Regions from separate parts of the Mus musculus genome. Here region 2 is linked to region 1. The links are chromatin contacts, called in public Hi-C maps. All regions are on one chromosome and are shown on one strand. Each heading gives the region's core, a stretch centred on a gene start, on an enhancer-like site or on the middle of the called end of the contact. The rest is flanking DNA. Distances are from core to core; before and after follow the strand shown.

Region 1 (2,888 bases), core at 249-2,748:
AGAATCTTGTTTTCTGAGCAAGAGGAAGTCTGAGGGACCCCAGTGCTTGACAGGAATGACTGCAGTCACGGAGATCAGACGGACTGCTGACTCTTCACTGTCTGAAGCCCCCACCCCCACCCCCACCTGGCTTTCAGGCTCCCTTCGCTGGGAGTCAGATGACTTTATTTATACCTCCTTCGGGGATTCCAGGCCCTGTGGTCCAGCGGTATTTCTCCCCAAGGAGGAGAGTACAGTCACATAACCGTCAAAGCCGTGTATGTTTTAATCACTCCGTCTTGGTGATGTTGCCTGGGAGGACGCGTCATAGTGTCCTCAGAGCCTTGCTCAGCTCACTGTCTCAGGCATCCTGTCATGGGACTGACAGGCATCCCCTGATGATAAGGGGGCACCCATAGTCACTGTCACCATCTCCATATGACAGTGAAAACGTGGCTCCACGGGGTGAGTGATCTACCAAAAGTCATACATGACAGCCACTTTGTCCCTAGAGGATGAGCCAGTTGCTGTCATTCTGTCAGGCTAGAGAGCACAGATCTTGGGTGAGCTGAGCCTGGCTCCCCTGTGCCATTCCCCCTATGTCCAATGCTCCCAACCGATGGTTCTACAACTTTATGCCCACACTCACGGACTCGGGTTGATGTTTAGAGACACTTTCACTGTTATAATTTGGGAGATGCTCAGGACACACACACACACACACACACACACACACACACACACACACACACAGTTAACTGGCCCCAAAGGTCAGCAATACTGAAGCTGAGAAGAGAGCTCTACACAGCCTGAATCTCAGCCCTGTGTGTGCTTTCTTAATTCCTGCCTGGTGGGCTAGCCTGAGGTCTCCCAGGGCCAGGGCATTCTGGGATGGGTTTGGTACCAGCTGAAGCCAGGTCTCCTTGCAGCCTGAACCACTGGCACTAGAGTGGGCCACATGGTCACTGCCAGAGTAGACAAGGAAAAAGACTTGTGGGTATGGACTGTGTCTTGCTTTCTTAAGGGAAGGGTTTATATCCGTTTATAGCTCCAGGTTACAGTCCATTATGGAGGGAAAAGCCACAGTGGCAAGAGCTTGAGGTAGCTGGTCATGTCACATTATCCGTCAAACCAAAGAACAACCTATCCTTAGCTCTGTTCAGTTCTGTCCTCCCCAGGCTTCCAGTCAGCAAATGGCGCCACCATGGTGGGTGTGTCTTCTCACCTCAGTTAACAGAATCAATACAATCCCTTACAGGCACGCTCAAATCTCCCAGGGGATTATAGATTCTCAGATGGGTGTTAACAATAACTATTGCAAACTGGATGTCCTGCCCAAACAGTCACAGGTCAAAGTTCCTGAGCCCTAAGCTGGGTACTCAGGTTGGACCCAAACACTTTGGGTCAGAGGAGCCCAGAAAGGGACTGAAAGTGTCCAAGAACAGTAGTGCACCCTGTACCCCACACCTCCAGCTCCCTGTCCGTGGCCCTGGGATTGGGTGTGTGCTCACAGACACCACGTGGTGGCGCCCAGCCTGCAGAGCCTTCCTGTTGGCAGGCATGGAGACTGGCCTCCAAACAGCAGATCCCGTTTTTTCTGTCTCCTTGACCGAAGGAGGGAAGAACATAAATAATTCAGCGCATTCCACAGTAAACAGTCAAGTGTCAAGAGAGCAGCGGTTGGAATACAGCTCTCTGCACAAGCCTTAATTGGTTTGTTTAGGGTGAGACCCCAGAATCTGTCTGGTGTCTAGAGGGCTACCATTGCCCGGCTGCAAGTCAGATCTGCCGCCCAGCCTGGAGGAGCTGTGTTCCTTAGCCTGCCGACCTCCCTCAGGATCTTGGCATTGCATTCTTGTAGCAGCAGCGCCACCTGGTGGTTATTTCCATAGCCCGCCCTTCCTTTGCCTTCTGTCTAGAAGTAGACCTACTTCCAGCCAAACTTCCTCCTAACCTTTGTATGACGTCCACCTCCACCTCAGGATTTGGAGTCAACGACTTTAATGGCAAGAGGTGAAGTTTCTTATCTGGGAATTAGGATAATGACAGTGCTTATGTCCTAGGCAGTTTTGAATTTTAAATGAGACGTATGCAGAGGCTTGTTCTCAAAGAGCCAAGAATTTGGCTGTTGCCATCAGCATTTGGGCTTGTCCCTGCTGGTGATGCTTTTCCATGAGTTCCTAGGAATGTTCCTGCAGCCTCTAGGCCCTCCCTGGCCCAGCGTGACTCTCCAGCGTGTGTATATTTGATTTTTGTTCATTCATTAATTCATCCCATTTGTGATCATCATGAATGCTCATTGAACAGCACAGGGACAGCCTCGACCCTGTCTAACAAGCAGTGTATCTAGATATGGCCCTGTGGGAGCCCACAGCCAGCTTGGGTCTCTCTCCAAGGGCCTAGACATGTTCAGTTGTCCTAGATATCTCTGCCTCAAGCTAAGCTCTTTAAAAGGTGTTTAAATAATGTGTGCATGTGTGGAGGTCAGTAGGCATGGTTATGTGCATGAGAGTAGGGAAGGTCCTCTGAGCTGGAGCTGGGGCTACAGGTCCTCTGCAAGAGCAGTATGCACTCTTGAGCACTGATCCATCTCTCCAGACCCTTGGGAGGAGTCTTTTAAGGTCATGTGGGGAAAGACAGCTTGTGGGTCCCAAGTGGAAAGTATGGAGGGTGAGGGAAAAGGGCATGGGGAAAGAGACAGAAACTTCTTTGTGCTTCTAAGGCACATCAGCTGCTTTTCAGCCCTTTAAGCCTCGATTCTATTAGCTTAGCTTGGGTGGCTTAGCTTGGGCCCCAAGGTTGCCTCTTGGCCTGAAGGCGACCAATTGTATATACATTTAGTGGTGGATCCTGTTCCTTGGAATCAGGAAGCAGGCACTCCCTGGAGATTTCACCAGGTGAACAAACTA
Region 2 (2,923 bases), core at 44-2,543, 160 kb after region 1:
GTCGTCTCCTTGCTCTCAGAGTGAGGCTCCTGACACTGTGTCCCCTGCAGTATGGCTTTCCCCTGTCCACGCAGCAGCTCACCTCGATGGGGGCAGCTCTATATTCCCGCTCCTCCAAATGGCAGGTCAAGAGTAGTTGTTTTCACAAGAATGGTACAATCCAAACCTAGGATCTACAGAGTATAGGAGGGGAACCACGGGATGGAGGAGCGCCGCAAGCATTCTTAAGGGCAAAAAGAAATAGATGGGCAATCCAGGTGAGGGCTGAGAAAAATAAACATGAGGGAAGCAGACCAGAAAGGACTTCCGCCAGCTGTGTCCCTAGTGATAACGGACATCTGCATGTCGCTGTCAATGTAGTAAGCACAACAGACCGGGATCAGCTAACAGCAACGCAATATACTGTGAGCGAGCGTGCAGTGTGCTTCCTAGACAACCAGCTCCTCCAAGAGCACCAAGTCCTGGTGAAGGGTCTACTGGGCGGAGAGCCTCAGTCTGGAAGGAAAACCAAAACCATATAAAATACTCCTGCCATGAACTGAGACGGCAATGCGCTCACCTGAGACTTCCCTTCCCTTTGCTCTGGAGCCATGCTCACTTTCTGGGCTTTTCTCAAAGATGGGTACAGTGTCCAAAAATGCGATCTGAGGGAAGAAGAAAGAAAGATTGCTTCGCACCCCTCAGAAGCCGCATCTCCGAATGCGTTCCACCAGCTGAGCCTGGCGCTTCTGCTTCCAGAACGGAAAGCGGGAGCTGGGGGCGGGCGGCAGAGAATTGACAGGTCACCACTCTTCTGGTCTCTAGATTTTCAGAAACAAGACTCAGGCGACACTGGACTCCATGTCACCGAGGAGACTCACTATGCCTCCGCGAGTCAGGCATCACCCTATGCTGTTCACCCCAGCTCAGTTGGCAGTGCCAACCCCCTTCAGATCAGAGTGCACTGAGGCCAGAGTGCAGCCACAGTGGGAACACAAACGTTTTTCACCCGTTTAGATCTGACCACGGGCCCACTCCACGTGCAGCCCACCCAACTGCTCTGCTGCTGTCAAGGGATCAATTTCCACATCCCCAGAGAAAACTCCAGAAAGGGGACCAGTGACTCATGGCGGCCCACGCTGAAGTCGCCACAGGCCTCCGTGTCCTCCAGCCTGGCCGCTCACCTCCCCCCTGCTCCCGCCACGCCTCATGAAGGCTCGCAGCTGCCACGCTTGGAGACTCAGACTGGGGAGCTAGATCAGGGCAGAGAATCGAGCCACAGACACCCGGCGGCCTGATAGATCTCACAGGGGGCGGGGCTGGAGGGGGGAATAATGAGGATAGCTGATGCAGAGGCCTCTGGGAAATGTAGTTTACCTCGGGACTCAAGGATTCTGGGATATAAAGTTGACCGCTTTGGTGCGCAGCTGCGGTGGAGAGCCCCCCCTCCCCAAACTCCCAAAAGGCCCCGGGTCACTAGCTCTGTGAAGTCTTAGATGTGGTATGCATTTTAATTCCATTTGTGTGGATGGGGTAAGGCCAGCCCACAGCGGCCAGAAACAGACTGGCAGTTACGTATTAACATCATGTTGTAAGCCTTTTGAAATAAATCAAAGAACAAAAGGGACCTCACTTGGTAAGCAGTGGTTTTTAGTAGGATAAAGTGTAGACAGTGAGCTGTGGAAATAATTATATATTGATTTAGACTCAGAGGGTGTTACAGGAAAATGCAAAAGAAAGGCTAGCTGAAACCTGGCACTCTGGGATTTAAAATAAAAATGAATGAATAAATGAATACATGAATGAATGAATGAATGAATGGAAAATGATAGATGAAGACGCCTGATATTAACCTCTGGTCTGAGTACAATGTACAACACACACACACACACACACACACACACACACACACACTCCAAAGCATAGAAAATATGATTGTGGAAGCCATAGTATGCCAGTGTGACACACAATACAGTACATCCCTCTGTCCACATATCTTCATTTGCAAATGTTTGTTGTAATGAGTCATTGATCTGGTTCAAGATCTCTGGCTTCTATGACACCATCAATATTGGACCCTCACTGAGACTCCTCCCAATTATCCTGTTGTCACCCTGTGTGTTAAAGATCCTGTAACAGCTTTGGATCGGCAGGACTGGCCCTTTCATGTGCCCCAACAATTCACACATGATACAGATTTTAGGAAGGGACAACCAGAGCCCTGGATCTGGGCCTGGGTGGCAGCTGAGTTGATGAGCTCAATGGCTGCCCCTTATCTGAATCACCAGGGTAAACTCTCCAGTACTGTTCAGCAAGGCCACCCAATGCCACAGTCAGCAGAAGGCAGAATCACCTCTCCTACTCCCATGCCTTTGGGTCAGCTCACCAGCACCTTTGTCATCAGGGCATCTTCACTGAGTTGCCCAGATGAGCTGTAGGGCCTGCTCTCCAGAGTGCTGCAGTCAGTGACAGGGCAGGACCGGCTCTCCTACTCTCATGCCCTCCAGGTGCTACCTCAGATGGTAAGGGACAGGGTGGGGGAGGGTACCACCACCCCTCCCCCGTCACCCAGGCCATTGCTGAGCCTTATCTCTTACAGGATAAGGTGTTCACAGGGGCCAGAGTTAAAAGGATACAATGAAAAAGGGAGGAACAGAGGCAAGGATACATATTGAATGGAATTGCAAGCAGTTCACATCAGATCTAAGAAACACAAAGTTACTCTTAATTACAAATAGAAACATTATTTAACAAGGACTTAACTAGGGACAAACAGAAACTTACTAACTAGGATTTAACACAAGACAAACATAAACTTCTTAATAACTATGAGAAGCCTTGCCCTGTAAAGACTTAACACAGGACAACCAGGAACTTCTTGACTGTCTTAACTGCAAACAGAACTCACAGTTCTGCAAGGTGTAGTTTCTGTTTCTGCCTCCCA

Evidence for each region. Hi-C and Micro-C count contacts between places; a contact is called where the count stands out from the background.
Region 2: a contact with region 1 is called in a Hi-C map of forebrain, with 3 times the contacts expected there. The contact joins the promoter of Zfp354b here to the enhancer-like site in region 1. A contact is called at or near these places in 2 of 39 promoter capture datasets (pre-B cells and stem cell-derived epiblast-like cells), 2 of 15 datasets of contacts at CTCF or cohesin (embryonic stem cells and pro-B cells), 21 of 484 Hi-C or Micro-C datasets (B cells, the HL-1 cell line, the N1E-115 cell line and 3 more), 2 of 115 datasets of contacts at active chromatin or transcription factors (both in embryonic stem cells) and 1 of 9 other capture datasets (liver).

Annotation. Positions count from the first base shown.
Region 1 is chr11:50,767,838-50,770,725 of GRCm38.p6, forward strand. All of the region lies in intron 5 of Adamts2 (a disintegrin-like and metallopeptidase (reprolysin type) with thrombospondin type 1 motif, 2), which reads left to right. Among named protein-coding and RNA genes, the nearest start is that of Zfp354c, 58 kb to the right of the region's middle. Within about 2 kb of position 1,499, at least 67 of the 459 cell types and tissues checked have an H3K27ac peak or open chromatin away from gene starts, as enhancers often do. A contact at or near this core is called in forebrain, where this site is marked.
Region 2 is chr11:50,930,342-50,933,264 of GRCm38.p6, forward strand. It overlaps Zfp354b (zinc finger protein 354B), which reads right to left and starts at 1,294. Exons shown (of 5, transcript NM_013744.3): 1 at 1,164-1,294; 2 at 560-644. The coding sequence starts at 592.